Linked DNA regions of Neogale vison: region 1 is linked to region 2. The links are chromatin contacts, called in public Hi-C maps. All regions are on one chromosome and are shown on one strand. Each heading gives the region's core, a stretch centred on a gene start, on an enhancer-like site or on the middle of the called end of the contact. The rest is flanking DNA. Distances are from core to core; before and after follow the strand shown. Region 1 overlaps UNC5B (netrin receptor UNC5B). Region 2 has its middle 31 kb from the start of PCBD1.

Region 1 (2,749 bases), core at 152-2,651, 320 kb after region 2:
CCTCACCCCAAGTCTTAGCAGGAGCTCCTGGGCCACAAAGAGATGGCTTGTTTTGTTCATTCTGCTCTTGGAGAGCAGAGAACAGAGTGTCCCCTTGGCCCCTTTGGACATAGGGGGCTCCCTAGGGCCATGCATGTCCCATCGTGACATGGGCTGGAGGCAAGTGCTTCCTGGGACCCCACCCCACTGGAGGGACTGGGGTGCTGGGACAGTGACAGGCCGTGGCTGGCAGTGAGGGGCTGGGCGGATGCACACCCCTGCGGTTTAATTCATTGTTCCCTCTGGAGCTTAGCACCCCCATCGCTCGCCCCAGCCATCTGATTGTTTGGCGCTTGGTGTCATAAAGTCAATTTTCCTAAAGTGGATAGTGAACCAATGGGCTGGCCTGGCCTAGTTTCCCTCCCTCCCAGCGCTGGTCGTGGTGGGACCCTCTCCCTTCCTGTTTGTCTTACCTCGTGAGGCACTGTTCTTTCCACAGAGGCCGGCGGGCCGGGGTTCGCATTTGGCCCCTTGTTGGGGAGGAGTTGTAGTGGGCACAGCCTATCTGTGTTCCCAGGCTGCGCAGTTTTCTTGTCTGCTCCTAGGGTGGAGGGTGTGCATTTGGCTGAGGTGGGAAGGGCTGAGGAGTGGGGCAGAGACCACCCCGAGGAGGGGAGGCTCTGTGTAAACGCTGCTGGGGATGTGGTCTCCCACTCCATGCTGCTGCCTGCCTTAGGCATTCAGAGGAGGAGGCCCCGTGGGGGGGCCAAGCACCAAGGAACCAGACCTGCTGCAGTCACCCCACCTGACCCCACCTCATGCCTCTGAGGGTCCTGGGTTGTCTCCCCACCTCCACCAGCCTGGCAGGCTGGGGCTGCCAAGGGCAGCAGTGGCTTTAGGGCGAAACTGGCTGCTTGTGATCCATGCCAGCCCTTCACGTCCTGTGGCATCACGATGGGAAACCGGAGGGAGGCTTAGTAGGTCCAGTTCAGGGGATACTGGGGAGGGCTCGAGGGGTGTCCTGGCCCGGACCATCCATTCAGCTCTCCGGGCCACCCTGACATCTCTGTCTGGAAAGAAGGAGAATCACCCAGGGTCAGAGAGCTAGGACTGGCTCCAAAGCACAACCTGGTAAGAGCTGGGGGATGGGGAAACTGAGGACCCAGGAGGGGCCAGACCTTGCCGGGGTCACAGAGGGCATCTCGGCTGGTCTCCAGCTGCTCACCGCACCCCCCCCCAGCCTCAGCCTCATGAAGCCCGCCCTCCCTCCACAGGCACGGATTCCGGCAGCGAGGTGCTCCCCGACTCCTTCCCGTCCGCACCGGCTGAGCCCCTGCCCCACTTCCTCCAGGAGCCCCAGGACGCCTACATTGTGAAGAATAAGCCTGTGGAGCTGCGCTGCCGCGCCTTCCCCGCCACACAGATCTACTTCAAGTGCAACGGCGAGTGGGTCAGCCAGAATGACCACGTCACACAGGAGGGCCTGGATGAGGCCACGGGTGAGCCTGCCCCACTCGTCCAGTCACCACCAGGGCCCTGGGGTGCCAGGGACACTGGGTCCTGGGCCTGGCTCTACCCTAGGCTCTGTGTGAGACTTCACATGGCCATGGCGCCCACCCCCCCCCGGGGCCTCAGTTTCCCCTCTGGGATTTATCCTGGATCTGTATCTCCCCCAGCGTTGGCCACATGTCCCTGTCTGGTTTTGCACTACCAAATGAAAGAGCACGGAGTCCTTTTCTCCCTGTCCCCATCTTACATAAGGGAGCAGTTGGGGGCGACGGGGCGAGCGTTCTTCACGCACACACTCTCACGCTTACACACTCCAGTACCTGCTGTGCACCCTGCATAACGAGGAGGAGCGGCCCCATCCGCAGCCCCGGCCCCCCAGCACGTACCCAGATTCCGGGACCGTCCTTGTTGTCAGAGGGCCTCTGGGTTCGTGGGAAGTGATTCTGTTCCCGTTCATAAGATGCTGTGTCTCCTCCTCCAGCTGTGTTGGCTTTGAAGACGAGGTTGGTTTTACTAAGTAGAACACCAGGGAGGTGGTGCTGGGACAGAGCCCAGATCCCAACAGGAAGATGTACGCGGGGTCCCGGGCACCCCCAGAGGTGCCCCCGAAGCCAGATGGGGGCTTCCGTGTCCCCAGGCCCCTCAGAGGGGGTCCTTTCCAGGACTCCAGGGGACCGCTGCTGCTGGTGCCCTACAGGTGGCCAGTACCAGGCAGCCCCAGCCAGGCCCAGGTTCTGGGGGGCCTCTCGCCCCACAGCCTGCCTCTGCTTTGGTTTCTTCCCCATGTTTCTCGGTCTGTCTCCCCCGACAACATGCTCTCTCTCACTCTCTCTCCCTACTCCCTCCTTCCAACTTCTATTTTTCTGGGAAAAGCTTGCCGATTTCAGAACCACCCAGGCTTAAAAATACACCCCAGAATGTACTTTAATGCCACTCAACTGTGTACATTAAAATGGTTAAGTTTTAGGTGATCTATATTTTACCAACATTTTGAGAGAATTTTAGAAAACAGATCTGGAGTCTCATGCTCCCCCCAAATCTAAAAAAATAAAATAAAATAAGGAATTTTTATTTTTTTTAAAGATTTTATTTATTTATTTGTCAGAGAAAGAGAAAGAAAGAGAGCACAAGCAGGCAGAGTGGCCGGCAGAGGCGGAGAGAGAAGCAGGCTCCCTGCTAAGCAGGGAGCCTGGTGCGGGACTTGATCCCAGGACCCTGGGATCATGACCTGAGCTGAAGGCAGTGGCTTAACTGACTGAGC
Region 2 (2,700 bases), core at 33-2,532:
AAAATCTTGCTGAAAATTATTCTTAATTCATCTAAAATCTAGATTTATCTGACAACCCCGATCCCATGGCATTGGCCATCATGGGTGACAGGGCCCGGGGCCACCCATGCATCTGCACCAATCATAGGGCACTGGCCCCGGCTGCCAGGGCTTTGAGCTTCAGAGAGGGAGTTGGCACCAGGGGACCAAACCCAGCTTCAGCTGTCAGTCCCCTCCCCTGCATGCTTTTCATCTGTGTGTCCATCTGTCTGTCCAGCCATTCGCTCCTCCGTCCACCTACCTGTCTCTCCACCCATCCATCCATCCGTGCGCGCACCCAGCCACCCAGCCAGCTGCCGTTTTCACTCCCTGTGGACCGACTGGTCTCGAAGGATGGACAGACCACTGGCCGCTGTCGTCACATTCTCCTGGGCTCTATTTCTGTCCTTCCAGGTCCAGCCCACTTGACTTCTCCCTGGAGCCTTGGCAGAGCCTGGTGGTGGAGTGGGAAAGAGTGCCCGGGCTCCTGCCTGCTTGGAAGGCCCTGCTTTCCATGGTGCCTTTGGGCTGGACACATACAGCCACTCGCCCCCTCCCTGAACCAGAAGTATATCCCCAAGAGGGCTGGCAATTGTACTTTTGCCAGGTAGTTGTGTGTGTGAGTGGGGCACAGAAGGGCAGGGAAGGGGGAGCAGTGGCTGGGGGAGGCTGGCACTGGGGGCAGGATCCTGAGAGAAAGGCCTTCCCAGTGGGACACCACCCATTACTCCTCACCTCTAGGAGTGGGGGGGGGGCGGTGTCGGGTGAGGGGACACGTGGTGGGACTTAGGACCCTGAAGGCCAGCTCGGGGATGCCTCTCAAAGACCAGCTGGGCCCATCTCTTCCTCCCTGGATGTTAGATTAGAAACTGAGTCCCAGAGAGGGCCAGCGAGTGACCTAAAGATACACAGTGACCCCACTCCCTGTCTGAGTGGATTATCCTGCCTCCTCCAGGCTCTGATCTACTTCAGCTCCTGGGCTGCGTGAGCTTCCTTCTATCCCTGGGGGTCTCCGCCCTGGGTCCCCATAACATGGCTCCTTCATCTGTCCCCTCCATCGGGAAGAAAATTCACGAGGCAGGTGAGTTAGTTTAAAGTAACCTGCGGTCTTTTTATCACCTTGATGGCTACAATGGATTTTGTTTCAGGGAGTATCCATAAGACTTTAATTAAATCAGGAACTCAGGCCCCGCCAGCTTCCCTGCTGCTTATCAGCTTCTTAAGGCCGTGATTCATTACCCAGGATTATTTTTTTTTCATCCCTGAAATAATCTTTAAAGGCCTTCTATCAGGGAGATTAAAGCCATAAGTCATACATGCCCACGTGGCCGCTTTGTTTGCTCTGCACATGGGTGGTGTCAAGTCACCCAGGGGCCTGGCCCCGGCCGGGAGGAGGGTGGCTGGGCCTGTGGGTGCTGGGGTAGCTGGGTGGCTCGGGAGGGATGGGCCGGAAGCTCGGCGCTGGGCTTCCCTTTCACTATTGACACCTGATGTCCTGAGGAGAAGGGCCGGGCCTGCTGCACTTTGAGCCTCTGCCCTTAGCAAAAATGTACAAACGTAACAGGATAGAGGCACCCAACAACTCTCTCAGCCTGCTACTGCTCCTTGCCTTTTCCTCTCAGTCTGCTATCTTTGCTTTCTGATCTTTCTCCTTCCTTCATTTAACAAACATTCATAGCCCCCTGCTCTGGGTCTCTCTGTGCGGGGAGCCGGGCCGTGCAAGACAGACGGGATGCCCATTAGGGGATACAGAGTGTAAGTAGTGAGCAACGATGCCACGTTTATCTCTCTCCCTGCTTCCGTGTCTCTTTATCTCTTTGTCCCCACTGCCACCCCACTCCCTGTCTTTCTCTGGCTCTGTCTCTCAAACAGAGAAGCAAGAGGCTGGACCGCTCCCCAGAGGTAATGGCCTTCGGGCTCATTTTGAAATTGTTCAGTGTGAATCTCCCCTGGGCCAGTTTCCTAGGGAGCAGGGTGGGGACCCCTCGGTCCAGGCCCCCAGACCCTTGAGGATTAGTGAAGTTCATGGCTCAGCCTTGAATGGGGACAAAGGCGACCAGGGACGTGGAGGGAGGAGGTCAGCCTGTCTGGAGGAGGCGGTGATGGAGACTCTGGTCGGGCTGCAGAGAGCGTGGGCCTGGAGCCCAGCCGGCCCTGCTCTGGTTTCAGAAGGACCTGGGGTGGACTGGAAGTCACAGGCCTCCAGGACCTTCCTCGTCTCTTTGTTGGGGTGAAATAGGAGGTACCAACGTTCAGCGCCTGATGCCTTCCCCCAACCTAGTCCTTGTCTACGGCCAAGTTCGGTAAGTTGCTAGTGAGCCAAGTGTCCGTGGCTTTGGAGATGTCAGTGTGTTCATGCCGTGTTGCTTTGAGTCCTAGGTGCTGGCTCCTGACCGCGGCTGCTCTGTGTCCTGGAGACAGGCAGCGGCGGTAGCCAGGACACTCTCCAGGTAAGTCTACACAGGGACTCCAAGTCCCAGTGCACCTGCTGGATGGTGAGGCCAAGAGCAGCAGCAGGCACCAGTAACTTGATTTGCATAAATTGATCAGCAAGGGGATGCATCTGGGGTTGTGGGTGGTCAGAGATGGGGCTAGGGGATCTGGGAGCTGGAAACCTGGGATGGGATTCAGCCCCTGCCCCCAGCACAGGGCCTGCAGCCTGCTCTGCAACCCAGCACATGA

Evidence for each region. A called contact is a pair of places that touch in the nucleus more often than the background predicts.
Region 1: a Hi-C map of fibroblasts shows a contact between it and region 2, with 11 times the contacts expected there. The contact joins two enhancer-like sites. A contact is called at or near these places in 2 of 3 Hi-C or Micro-C datasets (fibroblasts and muscle).

The regions. Positions count from the first base shown.
Region 1 is chr2:185,336,275-185,339,023 of ASM_NN_V1, forward strand. It overlaps UNC5B (netrin receptor UNC5B), which reads left to right. Exons shown (of 17, transcript XM_044239709.1): 2 at 1,254-1,478. Among named protein-coding and RNA genes, the nearest start is that of SLC29A3, 30 kb to the right of the region's middle. Within about 2 kb of position 1,402, the one cell type or tissue checked has open chromatin away from gene starts, as enhancers often do. A contact at or near this core is called in fibroblasts, where this site is marked.
Region 2 is chr2:185,013,474-185,016,173 of ASM_NN_V1, forward strand. No RefSeq gene overlaps it. Among named protein-coding and RNA genes, the nearest start is that of PCBD1, 31 kb to the left of the region's middle. Within about 2 kb of position 1,283, the one cell type or tissue checked has open chromatin away from gene starts, as enhancers often do. A contact at or near this core is called in fibroblasts, where this site is marked.